Regions from separate parts of the Mus musculus genome. Here regions 1, 2, 3, 4, 5 and 7 are each linked to region 6. The links are chromatin contacts, called in public Hi-C, HiChIP or PLAC-seq and promoter capture Hi-C maps. All regions are on one chromosome and are shown on one strand. The core of a region is the stretch at or near the end of the contact, and the rest is flanking DNA. Distances in the headings are between cores, read along the strand shown. Region 1 holds the start of Nr2c2 (nuclear receptor subfamily 2, group C, member 2). Region 2 holds the start of Ruvbl1 (RuvB-like protein 1). Region 3 holds the start of Mrps25 (mitochondrial ribosomal protein S25). Region 4 holds the start of Sec61a1 (Sec61 alpha 1 subunit (S. cerevisiae)). Region 5 holds the start of Rbsn (rabenosyn, RAB effector). Region 6 holds the start of Zxdc (ZXD family zinc finger C). Region 7 holds the start of Eefsec (eukaryotic elongation factor, selenocysteine-tRNA-specific).

Region 1 (3,603 bases), core at 58-2,557, 1.7 Mb after region 6:
AGAGGCATGCACATCCTCGGAGCTTTAAAACAGAAAGCTACCATCCATCCCAAGGAAGGTACCGGGAGCTCAGTGCACTCCCAGGACACCGCTCGCTTGCAACATCTCGGCGCGGCGCCAGGCAAGGGCCCGCTTCTCCAGCCTGCAAGCGGTGCCTACGGGATCGGCCGCACCTGCCCGGCCCAGGCCTGCGGGCCTCAGCTCCGGCGGCGGCCGCAGCGGCAGCGGCGGCGTTCCGGTGCGCGCGCGCGCTCAGCCAATCGCGTGCTCGCCCGCCCCCCGCCGCCGCGGTGAGGCTGGCGCCGGGAAGAGGAAGAGGAACATTCGCCCTCCTCCTCCCAGCGCGCGGGCGGCGGCGGCAGCGGCACCGGGGTCACGAACTCTGACCTTTCACTGACAAAAACAATAACAAAGCGCGGTCCCTCCGCGACCCCGGCGGTGCCAGGGCCCAGCCCGCCGCCCCGCTCCGCACCGGCCCGCCGCGGCGTCCCGGCCGCCCGAGCCCCCGGGCTCCTGCCCTCCGGCGCCTGCCCGGCCCGCGCCCTGCCCTCCTAGCCGGGGGCGCCGGCCGCAGACACGGGATCTGCTCCGCGGTTGTGGTGGCGCCCGACCCTGAGGTAAGAGCAAGCCCGCCGGGCCAAGCCGCGGCGCGGCGCGGCGCAGCGCGGCACGGCGGAGGAGGGCAGGCCTGCGCCGCCATGGAGGCCGCGGAGGCTGAACGCGGCCTTTTACCTTTGCCACGGGGCGGTGGCGGCGGCAGCAGCGGGCGCTTTGCATAGTGGGCCGGGCCGCACCCTTCCCTCCCCTCTCTTCCACTCCCCTCCCCTCCCGCGGCCGAGCCCGGCGAGCCGCTGTCCTGACCGGGCCGGCCGCGCGCCGCGGGGGCGGAGAGGGGGACTGTCCGCGGCCCCGCCTCACGCCTGGCCCTCCGCCAGCGCCGCCATCTTGTCCCCGCGGCGCCGGCCAGGCTCCCCTCGGCGCGCGCCCGGCCTGCCCGCTTCTTCCTGTGTTCCCCGCTCCTCACCCCAGCACTCCCCGCCTGCCGTTGGCTGCCACCCTGGCCCAACCGCCGTTTTTCCGGACTAGGAGGGTGGAAGGGGAGGGAGGGAGGCGTGGGCAGGGCACGACCTCCTGAGTGACGGCCGGGCTGGCCAATCGTTCCCCCTTATAGGAGGGCCACGGCCTGCGGCACCGCCCCCGGGGCTGTGCTGGTTGGTCCAGGTGGGAGAGGGAGGTCCCGGGGGCCGCTAGTGCGGGGTGTGAGGCCGGGCGGGCCAGCCTCTGAGGAACTTGGTGGGTCTCGGGCTGGGAAGCTGGTGATGCTTTTTGAACCCATGGCGCGGCCAGAAGGGAAGAGTTCGTCGGCACTTGGAGGCTCTCCGGGGTTCGCGCTTTCCTCACGACTCTGGACGGAGCCCCTCTGGCGGGCTCAATTTCAGTCCATGAAATTGGGACACCAGACGTTCTTGCCAAGCCTCGCCTCTCTCCTCAGCATTGTTTGAGGGACTGTTCTCTGAAAATGGAGTCCAAGCTACTCTGCCAGCCTCAAAAGTAATTTGCAAATGGTGGTGTTAGTTTTTTCGTCTTATTGTGGTGCTGGGGACGGCCCTGCCATTGAGTAACATCCCTAGTCCCAAAATGGTGATGTGGAAATATATAAGGAACCAACTGGAGTGGAAAACTTGTGAGGTGATTCTCTTTCCTACTTTCATTAAACACAGTTGTGCGTAGCTTTAGACACTAGGACACTACTTCCAGAGATTCAACTGACCTGGGCAAGGAGCCATTCTCCCCCCAGAATTTTGGATGCCGAGGGGATACAAAGGCTCAGAGAATGGTCAGAGAATGGAAGAAACTGGATGATGTGCTGAAGGAATCGTGAGGGCATTAATTTAATTGGATGGTGAGGAAGTCAGGCTTCACTGAATGTTTGAATAGATTTCAGGAAAAGAGCTGGGTTCTGGATAGCAAGCTTGAAGATGGGAAGGGAAGATTTTCCCACACTTTTTGTTGAGTAAATTGTTGCTGATACTATTGATAGCTAAGTGCTGCATATTTAATTGGTGCATTTTTACCCGAACTTGACAGTTGGGATAGCATGCCCAGCAATAAAATGTCCATTATACTAAGCAGGGAATTTGAATTGGACTTCAGTAGGCATTCTTTTAACATATTTATCTTTCCCAGAGATAAAATTGATTGATGCTATGAAGCTACTGAAAATCTCATTTATCAAAGTGGAAAACAAACTTTACAAAATATAATGTTAGCTTCCATTGGAAAGTCTGATGACTAAAATATTTGTGCATATAACATAGTAGGAAGGGCTGGCTAGCATGTAGGAAATCAAGTTTCATCCTTAGCACTGCATAAACTTATGTAGTGCTGCATATCTGTAATCCCAGTTACTGGGGCGGTGGAGGCAGATCAGAAGTTTCAGTGTCATTCTTGGCTACATAGAGTTTTAGGCCAGCCTGGGCTATAAGATCCGGTATCCAAAATAAAATATTTGAAATCAAACAATACCTTTTTAATAATATGAGCAGTCTCAGTTTTAATTCTTTCTTTGGATATCTCAAGAGACAGTGTAAGTTAAGCCAAGCAAACATTTCCAAAAAGAGATTGGAATAAGCTGTCCCAAAGTGACTTGCAGCCCAGTGAGTTCTACACTGTGGATTTTAAAGTTTTCCTGAATATTTATGAGGTGATAGAATCTTCATGAAATAAAGTGACAACCCCCTTTCCCACTCCCAAAGCATGATGGCTCTTCCTTTTGGGTTTTCTCTTTCCAAAAGCTGGAAATTTTAAAATCACAATACAGTTGATATTGTAATGATATCAGATCTTTTAAGGATGCAGACCCTTCTTTCAGGCACATGGGTGAGAAAGTGCCCTGATACCTTTAGTTTCTGATAACAGCAAGAATAGCCTAATCACAGGTTCAAGGCTGTTCAACCACAAAAGGGCGTTCTAATTGGAGACACAGCTATCAATCTGAAGCTGCAGTTTTCTCCAGTTATTTTGTATCGAAATCCTTGTCAGTCTGTAGTCAATCAAACTTTTAAGAGACCATCCAAGTATGGTGGTTGGCACAAGACTTTATCACACACAAGAGTTCTAGGCCAGCCAGGGCTACATAATGAGAATTCTGTGTTGGGATTGGGAGTAAGGTCTGTGTCAACAGTCTCTTCCCTTTATAAGAGGAATTCTAGGACTTTTTGAGGGTTTTTTTGTTTAGTTCTGTTGTTTTGTTTGAGAAGTTGTCTAGGTTGGCCTTTTAACCCTGGCCTCTAGTGATTTCCTGTGTTAGCCTCTGAGCAGCTGAGACTTTAGGCTGGTCTGTGCTACCATGCCTAGGTGGAGAAGTTTTTAATACCAAGCGACCTGGTATGATAGAAGGATCTTGGGTCATGGAGTCAGAAAAACTTGGTCCCAGAATCTTGATTAAGCAGTCTTTTTGAGGTTATACATTTGTAAGCTGGGGAAGAGGGAGCCAACACAAGGATGGAAGAGAGTGGGTGAGGATTTGCTGCAGTAACTGCAGACAAGAGAGGTGAGACTGGTGAGATAGCCTGTATCTTGCTTGAGGTTCACATTTGAGTA
Region 2 (3,741 bases), core at 563-3,062, 1.9 Mb before region 6:
CTCTTCTGATGTCCTTAGGCACTGCCTGGTATATTTATACTTGCAGGAAAAACACCCACACAGATAAATAAAATAATAAAATAAAAAGACTTGCCAGGCAGTGGTGGCACATGCCTTTAATCCCAGCACTTGGAAGGCAGAGGCAGGAGGACTTCTGAGTTCGAGGCCAGCCTGGTCTACAGCGTGAGTTCCAGGACAGCCAGGGCTACACAGAGAAATCCTGTCTTGAAAAACCAAAAATAAAAATAAAAATAAATTTAAAAAATTTAAAAAGACTTGGCACTCCTTGGAACTTGTCTAGCAATCCCTGCCTCTGGCTTCTCTGCTGCCAGTCACATGCCATTTCTGCTTCCAGTCTAGAAACTCTCTATTTTTACTCTGTCTTTATTTTACTCTAGAACTCTCTAGCTGCCTTTCATCACAGTCTTCACTGCTACAGTCTCTAGGCTTGTCTTCTTCATATTACCGGCTCAGCCCACAATACTATTAATATAGGTGGAAAGACTGAGAAATCAAACAATGGGCCTAAAGTTGCACCACAGCTACACATTGCACAGCACAGGAAGGTGTCTCCTGGCTGACTTAAAAGTGAGGAAAGTGAGGGACACAGGAGGCAGAGGCAGGTGGATTTCTGAGTTTGAGGCCAGTCTGGTCTACAGAGTGAGTTCCAGGACACCCAGGGCTATACAGAGAAACACTGTCTCGAGAAAAAAAAAGTGAGGGACACCTGCTTAGAGAGCCAGAATGTTGAGAGAGTAAGCAAGAGTGTTTGCCGTCCTTAGTATAGCCCTTCTTGAAAATGAAGCATTAAATTTGGACTATGGCAAGGTGGATTGTGAAAACAAACTACCATATTTGCACCAATATCAGAGCCGTTGATTATTCAAATGAAGGACCATAGTTTCACCATTCACAGGCAGCTTTTGTTCACCTACCTGGAGACTTGCACCCACTCCAGACTGATGAAAATATCTGGTCAGAGTATGGTGGTAGCACCTTTAATGCCAGCAACTCAGGAGGCAGAGACAGGTGGGGGCCCTGGAGTTTTAGGCCAGGCAAGGCTACACAAACACATCTTCTCTTTTCCTTCCTTCCTTTTTTTCCTTTAAGGGTTTTTTTTTTTTTTTGTTTGTTTGTTTGTTTGTTTTTTTTTTTTTTTTTCCGAGACAGGGTTTCTCTGTATAGCCCTGGCTGTCCTGGAACTCACTCTGTAGACCAGGCTGGCCTCGAACTCAGAAATCTGCCTGCCTCTGCCTCCCGAGTGCTGGGATTAAAGGCGTGCGCCACCACCGCCGAGTTTCTTTAAGGTTCTTATTGGGCATATGATGACCAGAATTATGGCATGAAGTGTTTGAAAAGTTTTGGCTGGAATAGTGCCTTCAGGATCTAGTGTATTCTGGAAAAAAAAAAATGGGAGCAGTGGGGCATTCTCTGGGTGTCTAAATAATTCGGTGAGCACTGGAGAAGTTTGGGCAGCTGCTTTGCTGATGATTCTCTCAGGACATCCAAGCACCTGGAAAAGATTTAACATCTGTCAGTGAAGAAGTTAACTCACCCTGGCACAAATATGTTATTCTAAAGAAAAAAAATAGGCATTAAAAGAGGCATTTATAATTAAAAACCTGTCATTCACATTAATAGTGCTTAAGTACTTAAGCAGTTCTCAGTCAAATGTGGCCAGGGCAGGAAATGTTTGCCCTGGGGGAACTTATCCTGTGACACAGACGGAAGTTACTGGGCGAAACTCAGCAGCCGTGACCAGCGTAGCTTTTAGCCAATAGAAAGCGAAGCCTTCTCGCCTCCCCCAATGACATATTGATAGGGGCGGGTCCAGGAGAGCGGCCTAGTAACGGCCGCGTGGTAACCCAGGCGCCTGGCGTGCGGTAGTTCCTACCACTCCACGCAGGTTGTGTTCCTAGACACTCGGCAAAATGAAGATTGAGGAGGTGAAGAGCACCACGAAGACGCAGCGCATCGCCTCCCACAGCCACGTGAAGGGTCTGGGGCTGGACGAGAGCGGCCTAGCCAAGCAGGCGGCTTCGGGTCTCGTGGGCCAGGAGAACGCGAGAGAGGTGGGCGTGGGGCTTGTGCGCGAGGTGTGGGCGGCGGGACCAGGATCCACTAAGATCTAAGAAGTAAGGATCACACTAGCGAGCAAAGGCTGCATCCTTTGCGGGTCACGGCACGCAAATTAGACCTCACCGGAAACGCAGTGGAAGGCTGTGCGGTTAAGTATAGAATTGACTACGTTTTCAGAGTTGATATGGGTTCTTTGGGCCTGGGAGCTGATCTGTTAAGTGGAGCGGTGAGGACTGTCTGATCTATTCCCCATCCAAGCACTCCAGCTTTTCCAGGTCAGTCTTCCTAAAGTCATGCCAGGTCTTTCTATCGGTTCTGTTTTGCACATGAAGAAGTTAAAGGTGGGTTAGGCCGCTTAACCACCTGCCAGTTTAGCAGTAATGAGGCTGGTATCTCCCTCCCCCTAACCCCCATCAAATCAGTATTCTTCCCATTTCTTCAGCCTCCTCCACTCTGAACTCTGCAGAGGTTCAGTGTCTACAAAAACTTGCTTTTTTACATGTGGTGAAGACTGCTTTCTCAGCCTCTTGCACACAGAAAGTGCCAGCAGCAAAGAGCATCATCTATCCAAAAAGGGAAATGTTTGACCCTAGCATGCTTGCATCTTTTCTTGCAAGCAGGTAGTAGCAGTTTAATGCTTTCTATTGGCCAGGCAGCTTTGAGTCTATTGTTTCTTATTTCATTTCTGTCCATGTGACATTTCTGTGTATGTGACTTCAGAGGCTGCTCTAGACCTGCATCTGCACCCACACCAGCAGCCTCTGGTACTCCATATCTTATCCTTCCTATTCTTTGAATGTTAGCCGGTATTTATTTTTGTTTGTTTTCACGACAGTCTCACTATGTAGCTCTGGCTGTCCTGGGACTCTGTAGACCAGACTGGCCTTGAGTTCACAGGGATCCGACTGCCTCTGCCTCCTGAGTGCTAAGATTAAAGGTGTGGGCCATTACACCTGGCTTCCTTAGCTGATATTTCTTTGTTTCTTTTCCTGTTTGACAAAATGTGCGCAAATGCAGTGCAGTCATGTGACTGCCATGGTGCTCTGGTAGAGGTCAGAGGTTCTTTCCTTCCACTGTGGGATCCAGGGATTGAACTCAGGTCCTCAGGTTTACACTACAAGTGCTTTTCACCCACTGAACCATCTCACCAGCCCTTGCCAATTCTTTTATTGGGTGGATTCATAGCATACATACCCTTTTTGTTTAGATAATGTTGCTGTAGTCAAACTGGCCTGGAATGCACAGCCCTGCAGACTCTGTTAAGTACTAGGTCTGTGCTGGTCCCTGCTTGCCTCAACCTCCCCTTTTCCATTCTGTTCACTATACTTTGGCTGCTGCAGCATGTTGTCGCTTAGACATACCAAACTTATGCTTTGGTTATTTTGAGTTTGCAATTTTTGTCTGAAATGTAGATTTCTTTTTCTTTTTCTTTTTTTTTCAAGACAGGGATTCCCTGTATAGCCCTGGCTGTCCTAGAACTTACTCTGTAGACCAGGCTGGCCTCAAACTCAGAAATCTGCCTGCTGCTGCCTCCCAAGTGCTGGGATTAAAGGCATGTGTCACTACTGCCCGGCTGAAATGTAGACTTCTGCCCAGGGCTTCAAATGTTACATACAATGTATGAGAAAGTCCCCCTCCACCCCCACCCCACCCCCAGCCCTC
Region 3 (3,686 bases), core at 267-2,766, 1.8 Mb after region 6:
CAGTGCCAGAGAATCCAACACCCTCTGGCTTCATGGGCACCTGCACACATATGGTGTAAATAAACTCTCATGACATACAAAACACACACACACAGAGAGAGACAGACAGACAGAGAGAGAGAGAGAGAGAGAGAGAGAGAGAGGTAAAAGGCCAGGTGTGAGCCCTTGCTTGCTGGCTCCAGGCTTACTGACCAGCCTAGCTGAATCCATGAAGCCCAGGCTGAGAGACCCTATTTCAAAAAGAAACCAAGTCAGCCAGCTCCTTAGAAACATTATCTTTGGTTGAATGCTAATGTATCCACACATACACAAACACAGGGTCGGGTGGGGTGGAGACCTTTAAGTAATTACATCAACACAAAACTTGAAAAAGTGAAAGAACTGCTTCTGGGGAGGAAACACTGCCCTGAAAGCTCCACAGCACACCACCCAAAAGCTTGAAGGCAGAACTTGTCAGCAAGTCTCTGTCTTCCCATCCCAAAGCACAGAGCCTTGTGCCCACAAACCAGATAGATATAGATGCACCTACTGGATCAAATGGGCACAAGGTCAGCACCTGTTGCACTCTGCCAGGCACTTTATTCTCCAGCAACCCCACACCACCACCAACACACTGATGTTGTGGTGTTCCGCCTAGGAAAAATGCTGTCAGAAGTTGAGAGAACTTGTGTGATCCCAAGGTCATACAACTAGTTAAGAGGCCTTTGCATATGCATAAACTCCTGACAAGTGGGGAGTAGAGCCCGAACCCTCTGGTCCACCGAGAGGGTTCCAGAGAGCCCTCACCCCAGCAGATCCCAGGCTAGCAAATCTTAGGTCTTGGGGGTCAACTTGACCAGAGAAAATGGCTTGAAGGCGGCTTCTGGCTCTCATGAAGTCAAGGTCTTTGCCACAGGGGCCACTCTCCACCTTGAAAATTATTCTCTTCTCTCTTTCTGATCCGTTCTACAAATCCACTTCTATCTACAGTCATGTTTATCCCGTACTGTGGAAAATCCCAGTACTGAACCCAGCGTTTTGGGCGCTCAATAAATGTGCAGTAAGTTCGGAAGGGTCCAAAGCATTGCTCAGAGATGATAAACGGGTCAATGAAACCTTTCATTCATCAAGTGTCCTAAGCAGCAGCAAGCCATGCTGTGCACAGGTGCGGAAACTTACTACTCCGCTCCCAAGGCGTTCCCCGCGCCACAGCCTCGCACAAGGGGCCAGCCTTCCAGCCGCAACCCATCCCTCCGGTGGAGGAGCACTCGGGTTTCTATCGGGGATCAGTCGGGATGCCCTCCACTGCCTCAGCTTCTTTCACTGAACCCCGAGGGCTGTGACCCACACTGACCTGGCGCCTTCGCCCAGTTCCCCATACGTGTTGTAGTTCACGGTCATGATCTTCACAGACTCCTTGAATACCACGTCCCCGCGACCCAGGTACTGCAGCGTACGGCGGATCGGGAAGCGACCCTTCATCGGCATGGTGGAAGTCAGGAACTCCTCAAGCCGCGGACCAGCGCGGCTCCGGGAATCTTGGGAGGCACTTCCCGGCGGCCAGCGCGGCCGCGGGGCAGCCTGGGACTCGTAGTTTGGGCCCGGGCTCGCAGCCGCCTCAGCGTTGGGAATCAACCTGTCGTTTTTGTCTTCACAGAAACCAATTATCTTCTCCCAAGATCTCCAGTTCTGAAGTGAAGAGCTTGACGGAAAAGTCGCTGTTGATTCAAAGGGAAAACTTATTTGCAAAGGAGGAAAGAGTGGCTTGCTCTGGCGCGTCAGGGTCTGCCTCAAAGGACTCTGCTTAGAGGAGGGGGTCGTTCGCTTGTTAAGAGTGGTTGTGACAGATATGACAAGTCAACAATCAACATGTCACTCTGCGCTGCATTTTTTTTTTTAGGATTTATTTTTACCTTACTGTTTTGCTTGTGTGTTGTGGCTGTGCACCACATACACGCAGTGCCCGCAGAGGCTGGAAGAGGGCGTTGGGTCCCCTGAAATTGACCTTACAGAGCTGTGAACTGCCATGTGGGACCTCTAAAAGAGCAGCAAGTGCACTGAACTGCTAAGCCATTTTTCCAGCCCCACTGTAATTTTTAATCGCTGTTTATGGCTGAAATTAATTTTTCTATAGGATTCTCAAGATTTTTTCCCTTTGTAATTATGTAAATTTTCAACTGACTTCCCAGGCTTCATAGATGAACTGTCTACTGATAAGCCCATTAGAGCATTTTTCATCTGTTAATCTTTTATTCTAGTATTTTTTTTTCAAAACTTAAGTGTTCTTTCCTCTGCTCAAATAATCCAACAATTCTAGACATGTCCTGTGCACACATGAAGGCTGGGGGAAAAGTGTCCTGCTGTGTTTCTGTTCTCTTAGTAAGCTCCAGCAATTGGGATTGTAACCCACACTTCTGGGGTTACAGGCACAGATGATCTCACCTAGATTTTTACATGGATCCTGGGATCAGAACTCAGACCCTCAAGTACTCTTACCCACCGAGCCATCTCCCCAGCTACCAAATTGTAAATTGTTTTAGTTTTTTTTTTTTTACTTTATGTCTATATTTTTTAAAAGATTTATTAATTTTATTTATGAGTACACTGTAGCTGTCTTCAGACACACCAGAAGAGGGCATCGGATTCCATTACAGATGGTTGTGAGCCACTATGTGGGTTCTGGGAATTGAACTCAGGACCTCTGGAAGAACAGTCAGTGCTCTAAACCACTGAGCCATCTCTCCAGCCCCTATGTATGAGTGTTTTGCCTGCATATATGTGAACACATCACTAATAAGCTTCAGCTATAACTACATGTCTGAAGAGGAAGGTAAGCTTCTAGAGCATACCCTTGAGAGTGCAGCAGGCGGCTGCAGGGTATCTAATCACACTGTGAGCCCCACAATGGTGTTACTTACTGGAAAAACCTTTTTTAGTTGTGGTATGGCTCAGTCTCAGCACACACCTTTAATCCAAGAGCTGCTTCAATACTGTAAACGGGATTAAATAAAGTCAACCGTAGATCAAGAGGAGGAACAGCCAATTAACAGGAAATGGACATAGGATTATTAAGAGAAAACCATTGACAGTAAGAGGGAGTCTTACTGTTAACTGTCCTCACTCACAGCCCAATAACAAAAACCAAAGTTACTACTGGTATTCCTACAAGTCATGGGTTCTGCTGCAGCCATCAGATCTTGGCTTACTCTGAACTCACCACTGCAGGTGCTGGGAGGAAACTGAGCCCTGCAAATCAGTTTCCTAATGGCTCCAAGAAAGGTTACTGGTTTTTCTTCAAGCCAGCTGCTGCTTGTAAGAAGACTGACAACTTCCGAAAGACGCTGCAACTGAAATCATTAAGTGATTAAGATCCTTAAGTGATTAAGATTCTGCTAGGCAAGGTTAAGAGCACTGACTGTTCTTTTAGAGGTCCTGAGTTCAATTCCCAGCAGCCACATGGTGGCTCACAACCACCTGTAACGGGATCTGATGCCCTCTTCTGGTGTGTCTGAGGACAGTGACAGTGTACTCAAATAAGTCTTTAAAAAAAAATTGTGCTAGGCTTCTGGGGAGGCTGCAGACCTTGAAGTTTCATCACAGAAGATGATACTGCATCCACAGGAGACACCCAGCAGCCCACATAAACAGCCTTGGGTCCCAAATCAGACAGACCTGGGCTCCAGGCCCAGATGAAGTCACTGTAGAAA
Region 4 (3,491 bases), core at 452-2,951, 1.9 Mb before region 6:
AATTTAAAAGCAAAACATCCAAAGCTTTTCATCTAAGTCCTAAATCATCTGCCTCTGAAGCAGCTGCAAACTCACACTCATTCAGTACCATGATTTGCCCCCTTTCCTGCACGGCTCCCAAGTCACACTCCAGGCCCCTCCCCTACTGCCAAGGCCACTTATCTGCCCACCTGACTCACCGGAACCTTTACATTTACAACCTACCTACCATCCACAGGCACTATATTATATATTTCCCATCTCCCTTGTTCTGCCAGGCCAAGGTCACAGGTCTATGAAGAAAGAATGTAAAGCGTGGGACTTGGGTTTCTTGGCCCTCGAGCCAGAATCTCTGCACTGAGGTGGAACAGATAAAGTTCTGAACATCATCCTGGCAAAGGCAGCAAGGGTACTGCAAGGCATTTGCATAGAACTATGGAAAGTAAAAACTAAATTAGAAGCACAAAGTATCCATGTGAATGCCAACTACAAATGCCAGATGTGAATATATGACAGTCTGAAAAAAAAAAAAAAACCCAAAATACCAAAAAAAACAAAACAAAACAAAAAAAACCCCAAAACCAAAACCAAAAAAAACACCAAAAACCAAACCAGGAACACAAAGTAGATTTACTGTTTTCTGAGCCCATGGGCCTGGACTTTCCTTCACCGGGCACTCTCACACTAGGAACATTTATTCTTGGGCCGAAGCTGCCTGCCACAGAAATTCTGATTAAGATTCACATTAAGCATTAAGGTGCTACAGTTCTCTCCTTCCTTGTTTTAGAGCACCTGCTGTCAATGGCAGCAGACTTCACTAGTGCATGTAAACTCGATGCTGGGGCAGCATACATTCAAATAAAAACCACAAACACGTTCATATCGATTACACGACTCGATTTTTCCTTTGGAAACCAGATACCGAAGTCACCTCCCACACGAAACAAACACCCCATCATCTGCTCCTGCTGGAGGTGAAGAACGGAGGGTAACTCAATCTGGGATCCTAACTGAGGTCTTAATCAATCACTGCTCAGACCCACTTTCGGACTAGGCAAACCTGAGGCTTTGTTAACCACTATCCACTAAAGATGCTCCTAACGAGACAAGGTGTTGGGAGAATTCCCACACAACCGGGTCACCTTTCAACGGCTCCCGTGAGTATCCCAGCACACACAGCTACACTCCAGAGGGGCAGTTTTCACTCGGTGTGCTGAGGCCATTTTTAATTGTACTGTAAACTCCCAGCGCCCAATTTTGCAAGTCTTCTTTGACCACCATCTGGGGACTTACCTTTCTCTCTGGCTTCTGAATTTCCGGCAAGATGACACAGAATGGCTTGATGACTTCCAGAAATTTGACTTTGATGGAAGAAACAGAAAGAGAAGGAGTTAGGTACGGAGTAACTTGAGGGCACCTGAGGGAGCCCGGCACGATGAGAGCCGGGCGTGGGCGTGCGGGGACCCAGAAGGCTCGGTCTAGGGGCGCGGGAACGAGTCCCCCAGGCAGGCCGCGTTCCGCCAGGATCGGGAAGCACGGCGGGCGAGCGCCCAAACGGGGAAAGGCGACGCATCCTGGCTGCGCCGGGGTGGCCCCCAGGAAACTCACTCGCCATGGCGGCGGCTGATCCGACTACACGCCCGGCCCCGACTGCGCTCCACTTCGAGTGAGGAGGCGCTGCTAGCTCCGGAGCGCGCTTCCTCGACCGAGAGACACGTCAGTGATAGCCCGGCGGCGAGCGGCGCGGCGAGGCGGGGCCGGGGATGGGCCACCGGCCGCTTCCGCTTCCTGCCACGCGCGCCCGCCGCGCCGCCTGCGCCAAGACCACAACTCCCGGCATGCAGCAGGAGCAGAGAGGCTGTCGGGAAGACGACTGTCGGGCCACACCGGAACTGGGCGTGTGCAGCTGCGCAGACTCTCCCGGAAGTGAGGGCCAAATCAGCCCTTGTTACTAGTGGACGCTTCGTGGTGGTGTTGGCCCTACGAAGCAGGCGATTCGGCTTTCCGTGTCGGTGGCCCTCAGTACCAGTGATAGCATGTCGCGACCCAGTAGGCCTCAGCTGCTGCTCGTCACGCACGACAGAGCAGCAGTGTGCTGAATCCTACCCTGCATGGCTTACCCTACCCTACAATACCCTCCTGGGTGCTGTAGGCTGCCTCCAAGGATGTCTGAGCTCATGCATTTGAGGACGTTCGGCAAAGGCCGGGTCTGGCGGCTCTGGGTGGGCTTTGGCGCAGCGCATTCCAAGAAGGCCTTTGGAACTGGAGAGTTAGGAGAGATGAAGAAACCGAGCCAAGCCTTGCAGCCCCATATCTTCAGGGAAAAGAATACATCTGGGCTGGAGGAAAGGGTGTGCGAAGGGGACTGGGCAAGGTGGGGCAACATGAAACTTACTCTTTAGTGGGATCTCTGATCTCAGTGCTGTGTGCTGTCTGAAATCGACTTCTTGCTGTGCACCCTGAGTGCTGAGTTTCATGCAGCCAAGTCCTGACTTCAACGGAGAGGTTTGCTGTGGCCACGTCCTTAGAAACATTCTAGACAGCCAGCCCCATGTCATTGATAGGACATTTATATTTAATTTGGCATTAAGTTGCATGTGCGTACACAAATATAGATGGGTTTAGGGGAAAGCACTAAGTCAATATACTTAGCACAATGTGAGGTTTTTGTTTTCGATTCTTTAAGCTAGGTCTCTAGGTAGCCCTCGATACCACTATGTAGACTAGGCTGGCTTCAGATTCACAGAGATCCCACCTGACTGCTCTGAGTGCTGGGACTAGCCGTGCATGTGCCACCACAGCAGGCCACAATGTGAGGTTTTTGAAACAGAGGTGCAGTGTTTTTGCATGTACACATTTTAAAGATTTAATTATTAAATATTAGAGACAGATGCCTAAAGAGACAATAAAATCTAAATGAAGTTTTGATTAAGTATTTCTTTGAGATTTATTTTTATTGTTTCTGTGCTCACGTAAGTATGATAACAGGTGCCCTTTGAAGGTAGAAGAGGGAGCCACCTGTCATGGGTATTGAGAACTGAACTCAGGTCCTCTGGAAGAAAAGCAAGCGATCTTAACCGCTGAGCCATCTCTCTGAACCCCTGACAATGGTATTTTAAAATGCAATAAACATGAATTGTCTTAGTCTTCAGGACAATGAAGAAGTTAAAATAGTAATGGATTCCAGACCTCCACTTGGTTTGATACTCACAAAATCTGTATTTTACAAAACGAAGTTCTGGAATAAAAATTGGAGCATCTTATGTTGGCATAGGCTATAAAAAGTTGAGTACAAAAGTTTTGTTGAAAAGTGAAAGTAGGTGGCCAGAGAGGTGGCTCAGCAGTTAGGACGACCCAGGTTCAAGTCCCAGCACACACACTCAGCACAGCTCACAGCCGTCTGTAATTTCTTCTTTTCTTTTTTAAAGGTTTATTTACTTAATATATATAATGAGTATGGGCATCAGATCTCATTATGGATGGTTGTGAGCCACCATGTGGTTGTTGGACCT
Region 5 (3,624 bases), core at 47-2,546, 1.8 Mb after region 6:
ACATTTCAGGGCTTAATAACTTACATTTTCTGTCTTATTGGACTACAGCAAAGTCACTGTTGATGTGACCCTGAAAGACTCCTAACCATTGAGAACAAGGATAAAATCATTTCACAGAAGCAAAGAAATCTGTTTCCAAGACTTTAGAGGCCACATATCACAGCACAGAGTGGGAGTTTGTGTAGCTAGAATTGTGGTGTGCTGCAGAGGGCACAGAGGAGGGTACCATCTGGTCCTCAAAGGTGAAGGGTGACAGCAACTCAGAAAATAAATTAAACAGGACGCTAGGTGCCTGTTATTTCCTTTAATTAAGAAATTTGACAGGCGTGGGAGGCAGAAGCAGACAGATACCTGTGAGTTTGAGGCCAGCCTGGTTTACATGTCAAGTTCCAGGCCAGACATAGATACATAGTGAGACCCTTGTCTTGAGATTAAATAAATAAATCGAGAGACTACACACATGCAGACCCATCCCGGAAAGCATCTGAGGCATCACTTAAACAGCCAGCCTCAGGTCCGACCGGTTCTCTCCCCAGCCAGTGGCTGACAGGATCCTCTGGGTGTGACAGCTGCCTCCTCCCCGCCTGCAACTCATCCTGAAGAAAAAGTCAAACAGAAGTCGTCCCCGTGCACCCTGGCCACACATCGCAGCTCAGTTCTCACCCTGGAGAAACGCCCCTTACTCAAGGCAGGCTCCCTCCAGGATGCCTTCACAGCAGCTGCCTGGGGTGCCATAGCCTATACACAAGTGAAGTGACTAACACAAGACAGCAGCCGGGAAGGAGAGCCTGGGATTTTCGCCATCACCACGAGAACTCGGAGAGCGGGATAATAGGGTTCCGCGAATGAAGTGGGGGACCTTAACATAAAGTCACTTAATTAGGTGCCACCACAAACCACCGCAATTGATGCCGCAACCAGAAGGCCAGTTGTGCAAACTCTCGCCTCCAGACTGGATTGAAAAACCCAGCCGGGGGGCTCTGTAGAGATCCGCACGGCCACGCGCACCCGCGGGACGCGACTCTGCGGGACATCACGCAACACGTCACGGCGCGGGCAGAGACCCGCGCGGCGCCGAGGCCCGCAAAGCCTCATCTCCCGACCGCATCGTCATCTCAAACCACACGTCACACCCACCTCAGCCACCGCCGCGCTCTCTGCGACACCCTTTCTCACTCCCTGCGGCTTCCGACAGGCAGTCGGCAGCCTGCCTTTCCACCTCGGGTTCTGACTGCCGGCCTACGAGGTTCCTCAGAGACCAGTGGCAGCCATCGCCATCAGTGGCTCGGCGCTCGACAGGCGCGCCGGGCAGAAACCGGAAGACAGACTGACACGCGGCGGTCGAGCGCCGAGTCCTCGAGCGCACTGAACCTGGAAGAGGATGCTGCGCAGGCGCTGCCGCAACGGGGCGGGCCCAGTAGGAGGAGGTAAACTGCGAAGTTCTCTCAGGTCCTAGCAACACATCGATGTGAAACCCTACACTCGCCCTTCACTCACCCTATAGGTGGGGAAACTGAGACTTTGGCTCTTAAATAATGTGCCTGCAGCGCTAACATTATTTAGAGACCGTTAAAAAGTTTCTGAGATTTTTGCATAAATGCCTTAATACAGCGGTTGTTCTTCCAAAGGACCCAGGTTTGAAAAACTGCTTGTCTGCTACCTATATGCTCTCTTCTGGAGTCCATGGGCACTGCACATGTGGTGCACAGACATGCAGGCAAAACACACATACAAAATTTTGTTTTTTTACTTTTTTGTTGTTGTTGTTAAAAAAAAGTTTCTGAGTGCGAGAGACTAAGTTATGTTCAGCACATTGAGGAGACAGAAAGACGTGGAAATTGAGCCAAAGAAAGTAGAGACGTTGAGGAGTCGTGTCAGGGATTGGAAGTTGGCTCAATTGATCCTGGTTGGGACTCAATTTCCACCACACACCCATGCCTGTAACACCAATACTCTAAGGATGGAGGCAGGAGGACCAAAAATTTAAGTTAATTTTCAATTACATAGCAAGTTCAAGGCCATACTGGGATACATGAAACTCCATCTCAAAAAAGCATAAAAAAGTATGAGGGTAGCTAGATCTCTGCAAAATAAGTGGCATTTATGTATGAGTCAGGGTTCTCTAGAGTCACAGAACTCTATAGTCTATATAGTAAGGGAATTGGTGGATGACTTACAGTCTGTAGTCCAATTCCCAACAATGGTCAGCAGCAGCTGTGAATGGAAGTCCAAGGATCTAGCAGTCACTCAGTCCCACAAGGCAAGCAGTTGAAGAAGAGAGTGTCAATCTTCCTTCTTCCAATGTCCTTATATAGGTCTCCAGCAAAAGGTGTGGCCCAGATTAAAGGTGTCTGCCACCACACCTTTAATCCCAGATAACCTTGACTTGGAGATCTTCCTGTCTTAATCTTCTGGAATTCATAGCCACTGTGCCTCAAGATCTCCATGCCAAGATTCAGGTCAGAAACTTCTATCTCAGCCTCCAGATTAGGATCACTGGTGAGCCTCCCAATTCTGGATTGTAGTTCATCCAGATATAGTCAAGTTGACAACCAGGAATAGCCCCTGCAATTTACAAAAGACAGTATGGCAGATCAGTCATGTCTGAACCTAGCTGTACCATGCAACAACCACAGGGTACAGAGACAGACCCATCTGTTATTGAGGTCTGTTTGCTTTATAGCCAGCACACCATCTAGACTGCAGTAACCTGGGCCCCAGAAGTGGGAGCTTCAGGGAAGATGCAGGTCTTTGGAACCAGAAAGTGGCCTCCATCCCTCCTGCCTCCATCCCAGCCTAGCATGGCTGTGGCACTTGACCCATTTGACTCTGGGAATGACTGTCTGAAGGTGGTCACAGTCTCTACTTCCTTGTGCAGATGAAATGAAGCCAGTCTCTTGGCCTAGGCTCCTTACCGTACCTCCTCAGCTCAACAGCATTGAGTATGGAGAGGACAACTCCTAGGGCTCCACAGACCTGAGCTCCTGCCTCCAAGAAAATCTTACTTTGTGACTCTGAATGTGTCCCTTGCCTTCTACTCTTCAGTTCTCCCACATGCACACAGAAAGTGGGACTCAAAATGGGCAGGCTCTTCTTATTTCCAAATTGGTAACTATTTGTGTCTGTTTGGTTTTTGGCTTTACTGTTTTCCAGTGCTGGAATTGGAACTCAGGGTCTCACACAGGATAGATAAATGCTATACCATTGAACTATGGTTCAAAGTCTGCTTTCTCTAAAACTTTGAACTCTGCAGAGAAAGGGACTCTTGCCAACATGCCAGAGACAAGTATAGCTTTGCCTGACACCAACATCTGCCTTTGCACTCCCCTCCCCCAACACACACACACACACACACATACACACACACACACACAGACAAAGAGAGAGAAAGATAGAGACAGAGACAGAGAGACAGAGACAGAGAGAGACCCAGAATGAGGCAGAATGTGATGAGCATGATTATTTGATGCCAGTGAAAGACCTCTTAATTCAGCCATGATTTAGCCTGTCATCATTTACAAAACCAACATCACATTCAGACCTCATTTGTTTCCAAAGCAATGGCAGCAAGCAAGCTGGCAGTTTGTGGATAACTATGGAAGTCAGTGGATTGGCTGCTACTGC
Region 6 (3,399 bases), core at 885-3,384:
CATTTCACTTCCTGGAGCCCCTTTAATACTCAAATCATATTTTTTATATTTTCCCTTTCTAAGCTTGCTATGCTTATTCAACCCGCTCTTCATGAGACTTAACCAGAGAACAAAATCTAAAATGGGCATTTCTGAGACTTTGTCAATGCACTTAATCTGAATCTCTTCACCTTAGCCTTAGGCAGACTCTTCAGACAAGGGCAAAAAGCAGCCTCGTTCTTCACCAAAATACTACAAAAACAGTCTCTAGGCCACATATTGAGGTCTTCTCCCCTAAAACCTCTTGGGCCAAGTCTGCACAGTTGAAATCACTCACAGCAACAACATCTTCCCTATTCCTACTAGGATAGCTCATTAAACTCCATTTAAAGCATTACACGGCTTTCCAAATCCAAAGTCCCCAAATCCACATTCTTCCAAACAAAACCATGGCAACACCTATCACAGTAACACCCCAGGCCCTGGTACCAATTTCTGTCTTAGTTAGGTCTTTACTGCTGTAAACAGACACTATGACCAAGGCAACTCTTATAAGGACAACATTTGATTGGAGCTGGCTTACGGGTTCAGAGCTTCAGTCTATTATCAACAAGGCAGGAACATGGCAGCATCCAGGCAGGCATGGTACAGGTGGAGCAGAGAGTTCTACATCTTCATCTGAAGACTGCTAGCAGAATACTGACTTCCAGGCAGCTAGGAGGAGGGTCTTATAGCCCACACCCACAGTGACACACCTACTCCAATACCTTCTAATAGTGCCACTTCCTGGCTCGAGCATATCCAAACCATCACAGAGTGCATAAGCACATATACAGACAGGTAAGGTTTTTCACAAACAGATGTGCTATTTCTGTGCTCATTTTTTAAATGTATTTTTAATAGAAGCATACAGACGTGTCATTGCTGTCATTTGTTGTCAGTAGCTTTTGTATATCAGATGTGCTGTTCAATCAACACTTTTAATGCCAAAAACTTTTGCTCCTTGGAGAACCCATCCCTATTAGAGGCTAGCCCTAATTCCCCATCTCCCACTAATCTACTGTCTGTATAACTTAGCTCTTCTAGACATTTCATATAAATGGCATTATAGCACATTCTCTTTTGTGGCTGAAATATTTTTCATAGGTTTGGTCATGACATAACTTGCAAAACTCTGTAATTGCTCAAAAATATTCCACTGTATGAATATATATTCATCTGACAATGAACACTTGCATTGTTTCCCCTGGCGAGTTGTTGTAACAAAGATTACTATAAGCATGCAAGTAGTTTTTGTGTAGACATATTTCCATCCCTCTTCAGGGAGACACAGGGGGAGGGAGATACCCTTGCATTTTAAGGGGCAAATTGGTGGGAAATGGGGGTAAACCAGTGTAGGTGCAAATGGCAGGTTGGCAAAGTTTTAATAGTATTTGAACTTTCAGAAGACTAAAGCCTGACCTACAGAAAACAGGCTGGAGGCAGAAAGGACTGGAATGGGTGGGGGCGGGGAGACAGTTGGGTAAAGGTGGAGCGGAAGACAGGTTCCTTAGCTATTTGAGAACCTAGGAGTGAAATAAGTTTGAATTTGAGTGGTGATGACAGGAGTGGTGTGATTCCAGATGAATCCGTATGAGACAAGGGGGATTGTGGAATTCAGGGAACAACCAGCAACTTAGAAGGCAGACATATATCAAGGAAACACGGAATGTCTTTAGTGGTTTAGGTAGGGATCCCATCAGGACCTGCTACAGGGCAAATCAGGTCGGTGGCACAGTAGCAGCAGATAGACGCGCTCTTCGGCGAGGTCATAGAGAGATGACAAGCAAAGTGGAGAGGTTCAAAGCCTGAGTGTCAGTTCTGGATCATGTGGCCACAGGTAAACTTGACTTGTTTCCTTACACTTGGCAATCACAGGTTGAATTAGCTCGTATTTTCAAAGTACAGAGGGCACAGGAACTCTTAAGAAACGCAATCAGTTTTCATTCCTTTGCGCTACCCAGATGCAAAAGTAGGAGCCCAAATCTGAAGACCCTCTTTTTCCAAGTTGGGACTCCAAGCACAAGACAAGTTGGAGGCTCCGCCCCTGCTCCAGCCCCTGGGCTTCCTCGTGACTACAGTCCCGACAGCCCTCGCGCGCCACGCCCACGCCCACGGCTCCTGCGCACGCGCAGCTCGAGATGCGACTCTGGGCTGTAGTCTAAGCTCAGCTTTGACAGAGGCTCCCGGGGGGCGGACCCTAGGTGTCGCGCGCATGCCTGGCAGGGCTGGGCAGCTCTTCTCCGGTGGCTGCGGTTCGGACGCCTCAGCTGGGCCTAAGATGGACCTCCCGGCGGTGCTGGCCGCCCCGGCCACGCGCGGAGACCAACATGGCGGTGGCCCGAGCCGACTTCGCCGCGGCGCGGGGCCGTCCCTCGGTGCCGGTCCCGGGCGCCGTCGCCTGCTGCTGCTGAGGGGCCCGGAAGATGGCGGGCCCGGGCCGCGTCCAGAGGAGGCCCCGGGGCCCAGCCCGCCGCCCCCGGAGGACGGCGGCGACTCCTTCGTGGTACTGCTGGAAGTGCCGCGCGCGGCCGACACCCATGGTCAGGAGGAGGCCGAGCCCGATTCGGGCGCGAGCCCCACGGAACAGGTCCCGGCCGCCGCCCCCGGCGCAGCTCTGGCAGGCACGGTCACCATCCACAACCAGGACCTCCTGGTGCGCTTCGACCGCGGCGTCTTCACGCTGGCTGCGGCGCCCGCGCCAGCCGCCCCGAGCCTGCATCCCGCGACCACCCCGGGCCTGGAGCCCTCGAGCGCTGCTGCGTCCCGCCGCGGGCCGGTGGCCGCTAGCGCTGGCTCCCCGGCCTACCGCTGTCCGGAGCCGCAGTGCGCGCTGAGCTTCGCCAAGAAGCACCAGTTGAAGGTGCACCTGCTGACGCACGGCAGCCTCCAGGGCCGGCGGCCCTTCAAGTGCCCGCTGGATGGCTGCGGCTGGGCCTTCACCACCTCCTACAAGCTCAAACGGCACCTGCAGTCGCATGACAAGCTGCGTCCCTTTAGCTGCCCGGTGGGCGGCTGCGGCAAGAAGTTCACCACCGTCTACAACCTCAAGGCGCACATGAAGGGCCACGAGCAGGAGAGCTTGTTCAAGTGCGAGGTGTGCGCCGAGCGCTTCCCCACACACGCCAAGCTCAACTCCCACCAGCGCAGCCACTTCGAGCCCGAGCGGCCTTACAAGTGTGATTTCCCCGGTAAGCTGGAGACGCGGACCTGCCGGGGCGGGCGGGACCCGGCGGGGTCTGGACCCAAGGGCCAAACTGTCGCTTGTTTGGGCAGGGTTTGCGGAGGTCGGGGTGGAGGCGTTACGCGCCCTGATCTAAATGAGAATAAGGCAAAAACACTCCCGTGTTTGTTTTGAAGTCCCTTTCAGGTACTTAGATA
Region 7 (3,786 bases), core at 162-2,661, 1.9 Mb before region 6:
GCCCCATATACATGCTTCCAGGCTTACAGCACACTGCTGGAAAGAAACCCAGGGCAAGCGGAGAAGCAGGAAATGGGTCACTGGAGCTACAGCAGGTAGACTCAGCCACACCTCCTTTTGTGCTGGGTGCTTACAAACAGGTTATGGGGTTCTGTTCTTAGATTTAAGTGTAGTTAAATGGGTTTGCAAAAGGAATTTAAAAAGACATAGCAACAGTTTCCTGTAGACGAATGGGAGGGGTCACGCTGAGCAAGGAAGGGAGGTTACAAGACCTTTTATTTATAATGGCCTATTCCTAAGTGGCCTGTAATTAAAGACTAATTAAGTGGTACAGATCCTAGAAGCAGATTTTAGCAGTGCCCATCATGACTGAAAACACGCAGGCCCTTTGCCTTAGCTAGTTCACACATAACTTATCCTGTTACACTAGTGCACATCCCAAAACCTTCTGGGCTAGAGTTATTCACTGCATTATGAATAGCAGCCAACTCTGGGAAAGTCACGAGGGTCAGTCAAGAAAATGTTGGTATAAAAGTACAAAGGAACTTTATGTGTAGATATAGTCTCCAGACAGTGATGGTTTGTGTATAAAGGGGACTGGGGGATGAGATCCTGAGAGAGCCTAGAGCACTTGCCTCTTATCAAGGCACTAGGCTCTACCCACTACCCCAACCGACCACAAGTAGTACAACAGAAGGAAAAAAACAGGATCTTTCATTTCTGCACCTTGTCTGCGTTTCTGTGTATGTTTCCTGAAACCATCCATACACACAGGAAACTGAGAGCAGTGTTTGGGACAGAGAACCAGGAGACCAAAGGACAGGTACGTGGTGACTTTTTTTTTTTTTTTTTTTGAAACTTGTATACACCCTTTTTGCAGGGTTTGTTTCTTTGGATCATTTTTCTAGGAAAGCATCTCGGTGCACGGCAGTGAAGGTGAGAACTGTGTCCGCGTCTGCGGGCTGTGAGTTCGAGACCACAAGCCTTCCGGGCTGGTGGCCAGGCCTAGGCTGTCAGGCCGCCATCCATCCCGCGAGCTCGGACCCCGAGCCCGGCTCCCGCCCCGGCCCGCGCTCACCGCCAATGATGGTCCGGATGAGGGAGGCGTGCCCGGGGCAGTCGACCAGTGTGACCTGCAGCAGCGTGTCGCTAGAACCGGGTTCTGCCCCCGGCAGCGGCACGACAAAACAGGAGAAGCCCAGGTCGAGCGTTATGCCGCGCTCGCGGCTCTGCGGCTGCTTGTCGAAGGCAGCAGTGGAGGCCGTGGTGCTCAGCGCGCGCGCCAGCGCTGTTTTGCCACTGTCGATGTGACCCAGCACGCCCACATTCACATTTACCCGCCGGCCGGCCATCCCGCCGCTGCCTCTCACGCCGTCGCCTGAGCGCCAGCCCCGCGGTCCGCCTGCTAAGCCGCACCCCCCCGCAACCCGCGCTGAGCGCACCGGTTCCGGCACGGAAGCTTCCGCCCTCGGGCGCCCACAGCCCTATGGCAGAGCGCACACAGGGCGGGACAAGAGCCGGCCTGCTACCTGGGTTTGCTGTCATCCGGCTCCCCACGCCACAAAGTCTCGCCAGTCTGAGATTAGGGATTCCTCCTTCCATCCATTCATCCATCCATGCATCCATCCATCCATCTCACCATCTATCCATCCATTCTTCCTTCCCTCCCTCCTTTCATCATTCCACTCACCCAGTCCATCCACACATCCCTTCCTCTATCCCTCCATACACACTCATCCATCCGTCCATTCATTTCTGTCAGCCTTTATTTTTTTGTTTGTTTGTTTGTTTGTTTTTTGTTTTTTTCAAGACAGGGTTTCTCTGTATAGTCTTGGCTGTCCTGGAACTCACTTTGTAGACCAGGCTGGCCTTGAACTCAGAAATCCGCCTGTCTCTGCCTCCCAAGTGCGCCACCACCGCCCGGCTGTCAGCCTTTATTAAGTGCAGACTGTATACACTTTACTGGGATGTGGTGATCGACATTATTTGCTGTGAAAACAGGAGTAAGTAAAACCCAAGACCAGTTGCCAAGCCAGACTATCTGGAAAGGACAGAGATGGGAAGGCGGGGAGCCTAGTGAGGAAGATACCCTCAAGGACTGTCACTAGACGTCCAGTGCAGACTGAGAATTGACCATCAGAAACCTGGAAGCACTGTGAAAAGAGGAAGAGGTCCTCGTTGATTCAGGGGAGGGGAGGTGGGGGTGGGGACGGGACAAAAACCTCACTTTGAAGTCTAGGCTGCCATGAGGAGCTGCAACTTAACTGTTGTGTATGAACTTGAATGTGTCGTGAGTGCTATACCAACCAGCCTCTGTAACCCCCTTCAGGCATTGAAAGGTGCCTAGAACCATGAAAGAGGTCACAAGCCTAAGTGGTTGCTCTGGCAAAGGATAAAAGCCTAGGAAAAGAAGGGACTTGGGGCCTCACAGGGGAGGAATGGCACTGGAGAGCTGAATGGCACTGCTCTCATGTAAAGGGGGTGGGGCTTGCTGGCCCAACATTCCCAGCCTTCCTTTTTCTAGGGCAGGAGGGGTTGCGGTTTGCAAGTGAATTGGTTTACACGGGCTTGTGTGCTAAATGCTTGGGCCCCAGCTGGTGGTCTGTCTTATGAGATGAAGCTTAGCAGAAGGCAGTAGTCGCTTCCTGTCCACCATGAAATGAGTAGTTCAGTCAGGCTGCTCCGTTCTGCTGTCACCAGGACAATATACTGCTGTGCTGCCACAGGCTAGGGGGATCAAGCCCAAGAGACCATGCACTGAAATCTCTAAAACCATGAAGTCAAACTAAAGTCTCTTTCTCTCTTTGTCTGTGTAGCTGTTTCATCACAATGATGCAGCCTAACATAAAGCCTGACTTCAGAGTGCTGACAAATATTTTAGCCTTTGTTGATAAAAAATTCCCTCCTGAGGGGAGTAGCAAATGACATCTACCCACTCTTCCTAAGGTTCCAAGGACAAACCAAAAAGGCAGTACGACAACAATTCTTCTTAGGATTGAGTTTATCCGGCTTACTTATAAACATGGGTGAGAGGTAAGGAGTGTTGACGACCACAGAGCAGCTGCACTGGAAAGTTTTCTCATAGCATAAACTATGGCTTCCCCTCTTTCTTCCTCCTAATCTACACTAACCTATATACTCTACCTCCTCCCTGACGTCCTGAGGCCAACGTACAATTAGGGCTGGATTGAATACCATGGCTAGGAGGAGGGGCCAGACACTCAGGTGAGGATCCAGTGACCCAGCTGAGGTCTTCCTCCTAGGAGGGAATGTCATCGGTCCACAGGCCTGACCATGATGAACTCTGGAACTTTGGCACAGATGGTCTCATGAAGATGGCGGCAGTTTCCAAGCTTAAAGCTCACTGACTCCTACTGGGCAGTTTGCCTCTGGGATGAGCCAGGAATGCATGCTGGCAGGAAGTAGCCCCAAAGGCTCCACAGATCAAGACTCTACACTCTGAGTCCCTGCTGTGGACTGAATTGCATTCTCCAAAGGTTCGTGTGCTGAGGCTTTGATACCCACCCCATATGCATGTGATAGCATTTGGAGATGGGTCCTTAAAACCAAATGGGTCGCAAGAGTGGGTCCTCATATGAATTAGTGCTCCCAAAATTTGTATCTCAATTTTACATCTTCCAAACAGGAAACAAGAAGACACTATCCTCTGTTTGTCTGTTTGTCTGTCTGTCTGTTTGTTTGTTTGTTTGTTTAAAACCCACTGATAAAGCAGCGGGCATCGTTAGGAGGGAACTAGCAGACAGATCACAAGAGTTTTAGAGGACA

What was found. Promoter capture Hi-C pulls out the DNA fragments that hold promoters and counts their contacts. Hi-C and Micro-C count contacts between places; a contact is called where the count stands out from the background. HiChIP or PLAC-seq counts read pairs in DNA pulled down with a chosen protein or histone mark.
Region 1: a contact with region 6 is called in a Hi-C map of CD8 T cells, with 5 times the contacts expected there. The contact joins the promoter of Nr2c2 here to the promoter of Zxdc in region 6. A contact is called at or near these places in 1 of 39 promoter capture datasets (HPC-7-derived erythroid cells) and 2 of 484 Hi-C or Micro-C datasets (CD4 T cells and CD8 T cells).
Region 2: a contact with region 6 is called in a promoter capture Hi-C map of liver, with 2.3 times the contacts expected there. The contact joins the promoter of Ruvbl1 here to the promoter of Zxdc in region 6. A contact is called at or near these places in 2 of 39 promoter capture datasets (liver and pre-B cells).
Region 3: a contact with region 6 is called in a promoter capture Hi-C map of pre-B cells, with 2.4 times the contacts expected there. The contact joins the promoter of Mrps25 here to the promoter of Zxdc in region 6. A contact is called at or near these places in 1 of 39 promoter capture datasets (pre-B cells) and 1 of 9 other capture datasets (liver).
Region 4: a contact with region 6 is called in a promoter capture Hi-C map of pre-B cells, with 2.4 times the contacts expected there. The contact joins the promoter of Sec61a1 here to the promoter of Zxdc in region 6. A contact is called at or near these places in 2 of 39 promoter capture datasets (liver and pre-B cells) and 1 of 115 datasets of contacts at active chromatin or transcription factors (extraembryonic endoderm stem cells).
Region 5: a contact with region 6 is called in an H3K27ac HiChIP or PLAC-seq map of microglia, with 6 times the contacts expected there. The contact joins the promoter of Rbsn here to the promoter of Zxdc in region 6. A contact is called at or near these places in 1 of 39 promoter capture datasets (pre-B cells), 1 of 484 Hi-C or Micro-C datasets (CD4 T cells) and 1 of 115 datasets of contacts at active chromatin or transcription factors (microglia).
Region 7: a contact with region 6 is called in a promoter capture Hi-C map of liver, with 5 times the contacts expected there. The contact joins the promoter of Eefsec here to the promoter of Zxdc in region 6. A contact is called at or near these places in 3 of 39 promoter capture datasets (hippocampal neurons, liver and pre-B cells).

What each region holds. Positions count from the first base shown.
Region 1 is chr6:92,091,126-92,094,728 of GRCm38.p6, forward strand. Nr2c2 (nuclear receptor subfamily 2, group C, member 2) reads left to right here and starts at 1,308. Exons shown (of 15, transcript NM_001347342.1): 1 at 1,308-1,689.
Region 2 is chr6:88,463,597-88,467,337 of GRCm38.p6, forward strand. It overlaps Ruvbl1 (RuvB-like protein 1), which reads left to right and starts at 1,813. Exons shown (of 11, transcript NM_019685.3): 1 at 1,813-2,072. The coding sequence starts at 1,932.
Region 3 is chr6:92,182,507-92,186,192 of GRCm38.p6, forward strand. It overlaps Mrps25 (mitochondrial ribosomal protein S25), which reads right to left and starts at 1,517. Exons shown (of 4, transcript NM_025578.4): 1 at 1,334-1,517. The coding sequence starts at 1,467.
Region 4 is chr6:88,517,099-88,520,589 of GRCm38.p6, forward strand. Sec61a1 (Sec61 alpha 1 subunit (S. cerevisiae)) reads right to left here and starts at 1,702. Exons shown (of 12, transcript NM_016906.4): 1 at 1,588-1,702; 2 at 1,273-1,340. The coding sequence starts at 1,594.
Region 5 is chr6:92,213,574-92,217,197 of GRCm38.p6, forward strand. Rbsn (rabenosyn, RAB effector) reads right to left here and starts at 1,297. Exons shown (of 12, transcript NM_030081.3): 1 at 1,138-1,297.
Region 6 is chr6:90,367,360-90,370,758 of GRCm38.p6, forward strand. Zxdc (ZXD family zinc finger C) reads left to right here and starts at 2,135. Exons shown (of 10, transcript NM_173002.3): 1 at 2,135-3,209. The coding sequence starts at 2,300.
Region 7 is chr6:88,445,128-88,448,913 of GRCm38.p6, forward strand. Eefsec (eukaryotic elongation factor, selenocysteine-tRNA-specific) reads right to left here and starts at 1,412. Exons shown (of 7, transcript NM_023060.3): 1 at 1,079-1,412. The coding sequence starts at 1,352.